Regions from separate parts of the Mus musculus genome. Here all the other regions are linked to region 1. A link is a contact called in public Hi-C data. All regions are on one chromosome and are shown on one strand. Each heading gives the region's core, a stretch centred on a gene start, on an enhancer-like site or on the middle of the called end of the contact. The rest is flanking DNA. Distances are from core to core; before and after follow the strand shown.

What was found. A called contact is a pair of places that touch in the nucleus more often than the background predicts.
Region 2: a contact with region 1 is called in a Hi-C map of the N1E-115 cell line, with 8 times the contacts expected there. The contact joins two enhancer-like sites. A contact is called at or near these places in 5 of 484 Hi-C or Micro-C datasets (the N1E-115 cell line, cerebellar granule neurons, cerebellum and 2 more), 2 of 115 datasets of contacts at active chromatin or transcription factors (embryonic stem cells and kidney) and 1 of 9 other capture datasets (embryonic stem cells).
Region 3: a contact with region 1 is called in a Hi-C map of the N1E-115 cell line, with 6 times the contacts expected there. The contact joins two enhancer-like sites. A contact is called at or near these places in 12 of 484 Hi-C or Micro-C datasets (the N1E-115 cell line, Th17 cells, cerebral cortex and 7 more) and 3 of 115 datasets of contacts at active chromatin or transcription factors (differentiating embryonic stem cells, embryonic forebrain and embryonic stem cells).

The regions. Positions count from the first base shown.
Region 1 is chr11:113,296,006-113,299,233 of GRCm38.p6, forward strand. All of the region lies in intron 7 of Slc39a11 (solute carrier family 39 (metal ion transporter), member 11), which reads right to left. Among named protein-coding and RNA genes, the nearest start is that of Gm51927, 11 kb to the right of the region's middle. Within about 2 kb of position 1,731, at least 36 of the 459 cell types and tissues checked have an H3K27ac peak or open chromatin away from gene starts, as enhancers often do. A contact at or near this core is called in the N1E-115 cell line, where this site is marked.
Region 2 is chr11:113,449,991-113,453,218 of GRCm38.p6, forward strand. The region is part of intron 5 of Slc39a11 (solute carrier family 39 (metal ion transporter), member 11); the gene reads right to left. Among named protein-coding and RNA genes, the nearest start is that of Gm51928, 7.2 kb to the right of the region's middle. Within about 2 kb of position 1,456, at least 39 of the 459 cell types and tissues checked have an H3K27ac peak or open chromatin away from gene starts, as enhancers often do. A contact at or near this core is called in the N1E-115 cell line, where this site is marked.
Region 3 is chr11:113,429,589-113,432,816 of GRCm38.p6, forward strand. All of the region lies in intron 5 of Slc39a11 (solute carrier family 39 (metal ion transporter), member 11), which reads right to left. Among named protein-coding and RNA genes, the nearest start is that of Gm51928, 28 kb to the right of the region's middle. Within about 2 kb of position 1,748, at least 20 of the 459 cell types and tissues checked have an H3K27ac peak or open chromatin away from gene starts, as enhancers often do. A contact at or near this core is called in the N1E-115 cell line, where this site is marked.

The DNA of each region.
Region 1 (3,228 bases), core at 481-2,980:
TTGGAAAGAAGGAGTAAGGATGATGAATCTACTTTGTGATGAGGTAAACGAGGTGGGAAATGCTGAGAGCCAGATAGCGGGGAGATAAACACGACTTTTGCAAAACATCTAGGGAATGTTTACCAACTCCTACAGAAGGAGATAAATAGAAGATAAAGATAGAAAAGATTAATAGACAGATAGACTTTAGCTTTATGGAGAGAGTAAATGTAGCCCAACACCAATTTAGAGAAGTTCTATTTAAGCCTCTCGAGGTGAGGCAACTCAGAGACGCACCTCACTGGCCTTTTTGAAGCCTTTCTCCCCCATTGCCTCATAGTGAGTCTTGAAGCCAGACTACCACATGGTGGCGCTGTGGGCCGTTCTCCAATGCCAGTGGCCTGGAAGGGAAAACTGTGGGAAGAGGATTGTGGGTGGACCACTCTAGATCTCCCTAGAGGACAGCTACATGGGAGAAAGGCTGGCTCGCTTAGGTGAAACGGAGGACAAGATCTTTGGGTGCAGATAAAGGCCTGCAGCAGGGGAGTCGAGTGAAGGGCTGTGGTGAGGAGAGGGGCCGGCAGGGTAAAAGGCATCGCACTTTTGCCTGCACACCCTCTTGCTAACTCACCAGCTATACCTCAGCCTAGAGAAGGTTTCCAGAGAGGCTAAGACAGAGGGCAGGGGGAGCTCCACAGCAACAACCCGGGGACAGGGAGGGTCTCCCTGGAATGTCCCTAAAAGGCAGGTGAACTTGGTGCCCATAGAGGCAAGCACGCACTCTGTGGATTCTTGCTGGGAGCAGCTATCACAGGCTGCTCCTCAGAAGCTCGGTGAGACAGGAAAACAAAGCCATCGCTACTCCACGAGTGTGTTCTGACCCCCACATCCCATGATTGGTCATATAGCAACGCCTGTGTTTTATAGCTCGAAAGATGTATGTCGTTTATGGTCTCTACTCTTTGATCTGCTATCAGATGCAGACTTGGAACAGGCACAGACTTGGTCTGAAAGTGGTGGTTAACCCAGCAGACATCCTTGATTAAGTGTCTGAACACTGGGCACCAGCAGCCGGCCGGGGCATGCAGCACGAAGTGCAGGGAACCAGGGGAGGCCCGTTTGTGGGTTGTCCGATCTGCAGCCAGCACTGCCCGTTCTGCACAGCCCTGCAGCCGGACACCGGTCGGAGCCATCGGTCCAGGCTATAAACACCCCCTCGCCAAAGCTGGAAACGGGGTGCAAAGCACAACGTCTAAGCATAAGATTGCTTCACTCGCTCTCCCTTCTGGTTCGAGTTATGTGTACCTTGAAGTGAGGGCTGAGAGGTGTGGTCTCCTCTTAATGATACTTCTGAAAAGGAAAACCACTTTAATCATCCGACTCCCCAAGGACATACGGGCTTCGGCATTTCTTTGTGGTTGGAGCCAAAAGAAACCACGGAGGGACCAGATCAGAAAGCAACACTAAGCTAAGACGTGTTTCCCTTGGCCCACAGACTGCTCATGCCTGGCTGACTCTTCCTTACTCAGAGGACAGGTTTTGGGTTTGGTTTTTTTTTTTTTTTTAAGACAGTGTCTCTCTCATGTGTCTTAGGCTAGCTTCAAACTCACTATACAGCTGAGGACAGCACTAAATTCACCTTCTCTCTTCTTAAGTGCTGGGATTTACAGATGCGGCCCACCATGCCTGCTTTACTCCATGCTGGTGATTAATCCCGGGACCCTGTGCATGCTAGACACACAGTCTATCAACTGAGCTGTATCCTTGGCCAATCTTCCCTCCCCCCTTTTGAGACCTAATTTGGCGAGGTACCTAGCTCATCTGATAATTTACATGTGATGTGACCCACCTGATCTTGAACTTATATAAATCCTCCTACCTCAGTTTCCCAAAGGATGGGATTATAGGTCTATGCCACCACATGCCCCCTGGGCGCTGATTTTTGATCCCTGCCACTGATCCAGTAGGACACTGAGGTGCAGTAGCAGCCTGTAGACACCTGGTGGCAGTAGTGACACACCAGTTCTAGGCTGGCTGCTTTCTGCCTATGTCTCTTGTCTTAACTGAACTGCTGAGAGGAATGAGAGTGCCTTTTTGATAATATTTACCTCTCTCTTCTCTGTTGGTGGTGGTGGTTAACATTGCTGGAGAGAGGTGAGACTCCCTCCCTCTGAGATGCATTGCAAATAGTACCCATGAGGTCACGGAGAGACAGTGAGGGCTCAGCAGTGAACTTGGGTAAAAGCTATGGGCTGTGTCCACTATGTCTAAGTCCATGAACTTTATGTAAAAAGTCAGAGAGTATTTTCAGCCTTTAGAAGTCTACGTCAACTCTTCACTCAGTCATTGTAGCCAAGGAGCCAGAGACAGCATGTGAAAAGATTGGCGAACGTGTGTCTCAAGAAAACCTCCATTTATAGAAATTAGTGCAGGGCCAGACTTGGTTAGCTGTGTCTATATTCACATTCCCCCGGACTATAGCGAGCGCACTGGAAGCCAGAATCAAGTAAAAGCTGGATTGAGGGACGTGAGGTGGCTCAGTAGGTGCTTGAGGTCAAGCCCGGTAACCCGAAATTGACCCCAGGACTCCTGCACCCCCAGCACCCCACCCACACACACATAACAAATCTATCTTCAGTGGCATCTGGCATCTGGATCCGCAACACATCTGGATCCGCAACACAGAACTCTGTGGAACATCAGTTGCTTCCTGGAGTGGGTGGCTGGGAACTGCCAGCATCCTCAGAGAGGGGCAGACCTTTTGCAATCTCTGTTGTAGGGTAGCTGTCTGCCTGTGCGGAATAGTCTCTCTCTCTCTCTCTCTCACACACACACACACACACACACACACACACACACACACACACACACACTCATAGCAGCTCCTCCCTCTTTCTTCCATCACTGTCACGTGAATCACCTGTGGCTCCCTGCCACCTGATCTTCAACTGTTCTCCTAAACTAAGAACACTCGTGGTCTGCATTCATCTCTCTGAGATTTCCTTTTTCTTCTCTCCAGCAGGGCTCCGTCCTTTCCTCCTCTCCTCAGGGTTACTGAAGTTCGTACTCGAGGTCAGCAAACACTTTGCTCTGTGGTGGAATCCGTCCCACGGCTCCAGCGTCCCCTTCCCACCTTCCCAAGCCATCCCAGTTTAGCCAGGTGGCTTTGTCCAGCACCTCTGGAGCCCTGTCCTGAGTCTGCACCAGGCTGGGTGGAGACAGGCCACTGTGTGGAGGATGTGCTTTCTC
Region 2 (3,228 bases), core at 206-2,705, 150 kb after region 1:
AGGGTCTGTTTTCTACATTCAAATCACAGCCCAAGGAAGAATGCTGCTTACTGTCTCACTCAGACTCTTTCATATACACCCTAGGATCACCTGCCCAAGGGCGTCACCCTCACGGTGGGCTGGGCCCTTCAATAGCAATCACTAACCAAGAAAATACCCCCAAAGGATTGCCTACAAGCCAATCTGATGGAGGCATTTCCTCAATTCGGAGTTCCTCTTCCCAGAAGTCAGTAGTTTGCTTCAAGCTGACAGGAACTAACTAGCCAGGATAGCATGCGCATGTGTGCGTGTGTGTGTGTGTGTGTGTGTGTGTGTGTGTGTGTGTGTGTGTAAGGTCAAAGGTAAAAGGAACGTTCCTTCATCTCCTCCCAGTCCCTTCCCTGTCAGCCCCTCCCCTATCCATTCCTCTTCCATTTCTCTTCAGAAAGGGGCCAGACTCAAAGGATTGAGTCCCCGAGGGTCCAGTTTAGTTGATTCTGTGGGGCTTCTTGTGGTGTCCTTGACCCCTATAACTCCTCCTCCCTCTCATGTGCAGGATTCCCCAAGCTCCGCCTAATGTGTGGCTGTGGGTCTCTGCGTCTGTTTCCATCAGCTGCTGGATGAAGCCTCTCTGGTGACTTAGGGCTAAGACACCAGTCTATGAGCACAGCAGAATATCACAAGGAATCATCTCCTTGACTTTTTCCCCATTTGTGTTTGATCCTGCTGTTTGGGCACAGCAGTTTGGTCTAGGCCAGCAGCCTCGTAAAACTGAGAAACAACCATGAGTGCCTGTGGCAGAGAGACAGTAGTGAACCTTCCCTCTAGATCTTTACAACCTGATTCATGAGCCAAGTGTTTTCCTCTGCACAGTGCCAGTGTCTGCCATTCACTCCGCTGAACAATGGGAACAATGGGAACAGAGTGAACAGAAAGATGCCAGAGCTCAGCATGATTAGAGAGAGAGAGAGAGAGAGAGAGAGAGAGAGAGAAGGGCTCGTGCAGTTTGGGTCAGACTTGAACTTGCAAGCATTCTACCAACTGATAGATCCCAAGTCTTGCCATGCCGAATTCTCTTTGTTGTTGTTGTTATTTGGTTTTATGGTTGATTTTCAAGACAGGGTTTCTCTGTGTAGCCTTGGCTGTCCTGGAACTCTGTAGACCAGGCTGGCCTCAAACTCACAAAGATCCACCTGCCTCTGCCTCCTAAGTGCCAGGATTAAAGGTGTGCACCACCCCCCAACTGCCAGGCAGAATTCTTAAAAGACTTCCACCAGCTCTTTTAATCTGTCCCTCACCATGGCACAGAGCATGTCGTACCAAGAGCTGCTTTACCAGCCCTGGACCAAGGGGGCAGAAAGAGGAGCGGGGTGAGGTGGGAGGCTAGAGCCAACCTGTCCGTCTGCTTATTTGAAAGCGAGATAACTCCTCACCATGCCGACGACTGAGCTTTGCCTGTTCCGTTCTTAAGGAGGAGCTGACTCACACTGCCTGTGACAGCAGACAGATGCAGTCAATGCTGGAGCTCATGGCAGAGCAGAACCCAATGAGCACAAAAGCCTGGAGCCCCACACGAGCCCCGGGACTTCTCAACCCTCCCTCCTCCCTGGTAAAGTGGCCATGAGCACATTTTCTCTATGTGAATGCCCTAGAGATGCTGGGTGAATTCCGCCATCTGTGAGTCATCTAACTGAAGTTAATAACAGCGGGGGAAAATCAAAACTACAGTTTTATTTTGAACCAGCCACACTTTGGACAACAGCTGTGTCTAGAGCTTACCTGGTCTCTGTTCTTGGGGCCTACCTGGGAGATAGGAAGATGTCTGAAAGAGACACCTGGGTCTCTCAAGCCATCAGACTATTCTAACAGTGGACCCCAATAACTGGGAATTTCCCCCAGGAACCTCACTCTGGGAAAATGAGAGAGGATGCCAGCCAGGGTGGGAATGTGTCTCCCAGAAAGAGAGTTCACACAGTTCTAAGGACTTGTCTGACAACTTACAGGATGAGACAGAAGCCCAAATACTGATGGGTCAGTGGTAGGCAGGACCACACCGTGACCAGGACTGCTTAGATATGCAGATCCTTGGCCATCTATTTAAACTTTAATGTCACTAGCCACAGGTCCTTGACTCAACAATGCTGCCAATGAGAAGGGGGTGGGGGTTTCTAAGAAGAAAGGGGAGGGAGTCATCCCATACAGAGTCCAAGTGAGAAAGAAGTAAATAGCTACTTTTGAGTGTCTAGACACACCAGAACATTCTTGGAAGACCTTAAAGTCTATTTGATCAACTGGCATGTCCATTCAACCTGAATCTTCTCTACCTTCCCTTTCAACTCAAAACGTCTCAAATACTGAAATTCCCATTTTAAGCTTGAAGCAGTGTTCCTATAAAGGGGAGAGAAACGGAGATGGAAGGGCTCGGACATGCACAGAGGGACCTGCCCGTCCGCCCTTTCCCGTGGTGGGGGCCTGTCTTGGAGTCCTTAGAAACCGTAAGGTTAATTTCTGAGATACACTCTGTAAATACCGAACTGCTAATCAGTTTTAAAAAAACATGGTGCTTAGAAAATAAAATGCATGTCTGGGTCTAACGCATGGCACTGAGGAGTCCCCTGCGGGGGAAAGGCAAGTATTTGTCTGCCTCAATGTGCTGCTGAAATGAGGCGCAGAGAGCTATATGACTTGGCAACGATATTAAAGAAGGGCATGAAAGGCAGGAAGGAAGGAGATACATGGGAAACAGTCTCCTAACCAGACATTCAGAATGGAGCTTTGGTTTAAAAAAAAAAAAAGGTCCTATTCTATTGGTCAAGATGTACAGTCGAAGCTGGCCTTTCTGTAGCCCCCTTCCTTCAGCGTGACAAACCAGCCATTAGGCTTCCTAACAGCAAGCTGGATGGGAAGCCAGGGGACAGCTTGTTATTCCCATCCAGCTTGCTAGTTCTCAGACAGTCGTTTTCAATTACATTGGGTTGTCGCGTTTCCTGTGCCCTGGCCTCCCAAAGCCTTTCATCCACCGGCTGGAGCCTCGCCTCAGGGCTGCTTGATGCAATCCCGGGGAAAGAAGGGTCCTGACGTCTTGGCCAGATAACGAGAACCCTCCAACGCAGGGCAGTTATTATCCCTGACCCTACCCCTCTCCCCCAGTCCCAGACAGGTACACAGCGCAAAGGCCACACAGTGGTGGTGACCATGTTGGAATGTAAGACTGTGAGAAGGGGGAAACTGAGAGGGGGGGTGCTCTAT
Region 3 (3,228 bases), core at 498-2,997, 130 kb after region 1:
GCTTCCAGCTATCACCCACATGTCTGCATCCATTTGAAAAAGCAACATCACCTTCTAGGATTGTGTGGCCAAGGGGGCCATCAAATTGAAGAGATCTAGGCGCCTACCCTCAGAGCTGATAAAATGGAAAACTTGGGTGCAAAGCTAAGTCATAACAATTTCCCTGTGGAGATTCAGAGGAACAGAGGCTGAAAGCCCAAAGAGGTGGCGTTGCGGGTAGGATGCCAATGCTGGGGACAGAGCTGCGTGTGACAAGAGCCAGACACCTCTTAGGGAACTGTAGTTCTCTGTACGGGGTGTAGGCTTTACCCACTGCTCCGCTGCCCCTGCTAAAGCAAAGGTCTACTGCATCCTGGTGGGCAGCAGATGCATGCATGGCCCAGTGTGAAATCCTACCAGAGGCAGGGACTGCAGGGAGAAGCAGAGGCTGCCAGACAACAGGACCAGGTGTGTGCTGACTGTGTCTTTAGGTAGAAGTCTAGACCAGGGACACAGATGAGGGATCAGAAAAGCTGGCACAGGGAGGTGGCCCTGGCTCATACGTAGATATCTGGTGATGATGCAGCTACCATCTTCCCCAGGAGCCTGCAGGTTCAAGGCTGGTGGATCTTTGCCCATGGATATATTACATGCAGAAGGGTCAAAACCTGACACCATGTAGGCTGGGGCTGGGGCAGACTGAACAGTGTCCTCTCCAAACTGATATGACCTGGAACTATAGAACATGACCTTTTGGGGAACTAGAATCCTCACTGACGTCATTAAGATGAGATCATGTTAGGGTGAGCCTCAAAGCAAATATGGAGACAACACAGAGAAAAAAAAAAACAGAAGTGTGGGAGCTACAGGTTAGAGAGATGGGAGAGACTAGAATCTAGGAGGAGGCATCAGAAGGAACACATCCCCACTCACACTGGATATCTCTGCTGAGAAGGTAGATGGATGTGGTTTAAAGTCATCCAAATGTATAGTGGTTTGTTACAACAACGCAACGATAAGAAAGCATCAGGGCTGGGAGATCATCAGGGCTGGGAGAGACCAATAAGAGAGTGATTTGTACACGGGGCAAGCAGTCCATACCCACGAGTGGAGAATGAGAACAGATGTTCAAACCAGAGAACTCTGAGAACCAGGAAGTGAAGCGAGTGAGGGCAGCTGGCAGAAGGGCCCGGATTAGTCTAAAAGCCACTACCTTCTGCCAGATCTCTTCCTGCTAATCACCCCCAATCTCCTAGGACATTACAGAGTGGGCCCTGCCCTGTAAATACACAGTGGAACCTAGAACTTATTTGGGGTTTTTCTCTGTCATGGTCAATAATCATCAACTGTGGTCCGGAAAGCGAAAATGTCATTTAGACATTGAGACATTCACTACAGCAAAGTGATCAGGAAAACCTGGCGGCGGCCGCATGTGCCTGTTGACAGTGGCATGTGTCCGACATCCCAGCTACTTGGGAAGCCAAGAAGAGAAAAGCTGACGGAACCCAAGCGCTCAGGGCTAACCTGTGTTACACAGTGAGACAACATCCCAGAACTCAAAAATAAATAAATAAGACAAGTAGGTAAAAATTTTACATGTGCACAGGAAAAGACCGGAGGAGAAGCTTGAGCAGAAAATCAAGCCTGGCTTTCTGGACGGATGTCCAAGAAGGCCCCGCCTGATGCCCCGCCTCCCAGCCTCTTTCTGGATGGATGTCAAAGAAGGCCCCTCCCTATGCCCCGCCTCTTTGAACCAGATTCCCATCTGCAATAGTTCAGTGAAGGCAGCTGTGGCCTCCAGAAGCCTGAGCCAGCGCCACAACACAAAAGGGCAGTGGAGTCTCAGAAACAACAGACAGGAGATCTCCCAGAGCCTGGGTGCTCTGCTCTGTTTATCTTCAAGCCCCCACCCCTTTACCCACACCCCCATTAAATTTCACAAGGGAAAGGGCGGGTGAGAGATGGTAATGGACAGAAACAATGAGAATTTTTCAAAGTAATTGGGCCTGACGGGTCTTTTCAATTGTCTAGAAAGATCTGTCTGCCTAGAAGATAAAAGAGGAGAAAAAAAAATCACAAGTTTCAAACAAGCCCACAGTGTCTCTGGCCCTGAAGCTATGTGTCCTCTCCCCTCAGCTCCTGATGCATACATAATGGCGGTACCAGAAACTGTTCTGCCAACTTTTGATGCCATGTGTTCAGAGTCTGGCCTTCCACAGAGTAAAAGCCAACTGGACTGCCCTGGACATCATACCCTGAGATGGGCAAGACATAGGGCGGGTCTCACTGGGGGATGGGTTTCACAAACCATTAATCCTTTGTAGCAGTTGTATCTAGGGACGAAGGGGATGACGGGAGAAGTGATGGAGATGGATGCATGAACCAGATGTCAGAGTGAGGAGCTGAGCTGGTTCAGTTTTGTCAGCTTAACACAAAGCAGCTGGAAGGAGGGACCCTCAGCTGAGGAACAGCCTCCATCAGGCTGGCCTGTAGCCATGACTGTAGAGGGCACTTTCGATAAATGGTTGATTAATGATTGATGTGGGAGAGCCAAGTCCACTGTGGGCGGTACTGCCCCTAGGCAGGTGGGCCTGGGCTATATAAGGAGGCAGGCAGAGCAAGCCAGGAAAGCACTGTTCCTGCATGGCTTCTACTTCAGTTCCTGCTTCCAGGGTCCTGCTTGAGTTCCTGCTCTGATTTCCTTCAATGATGAACTGTGATGTGGAAGTGCAAGCTGAGATAAACCGCCTACCCCACCAACCTGCTTTTGGTCATGGTGTTTATTACAGCAGCAGAACGTTAACCAAGACGGGACTTGGCATGCTGTGTTTCCTTCCTGTGGGCCCGTTGATCTAATGGGCTTGGCATCTTTGAAGGACATTATCCATTCCTAAGGTTTAAGGAGTTTTCTGACAATACATGGACCAGACAGTGGGAAAGAAGAGTGAGTGTAGCTGTGTAGCTGAGCCTAACCCACTTCTGGTGAACACATTACTCATGTAAGTGAAGGAGTGTGGGTATCAATGGCTGTGTGGGCCTTCCATCTATCTTTTGATCACGTTGGGGGCCCTTAGAAGAAAAGGGCGTTAGGGGCTTATGGGAACCATGCTTTAGGGAGTGCGATGACTCAGTAGAATCTTGTGTCAGGATGAATAATACCCACTCTGGCCGTTTATATCTTAAACCCTAAAAAACTATGACTGTGCCTTTTATGGCCAAGACGCTTGCAAATGTGACTGAGCTAAGGTT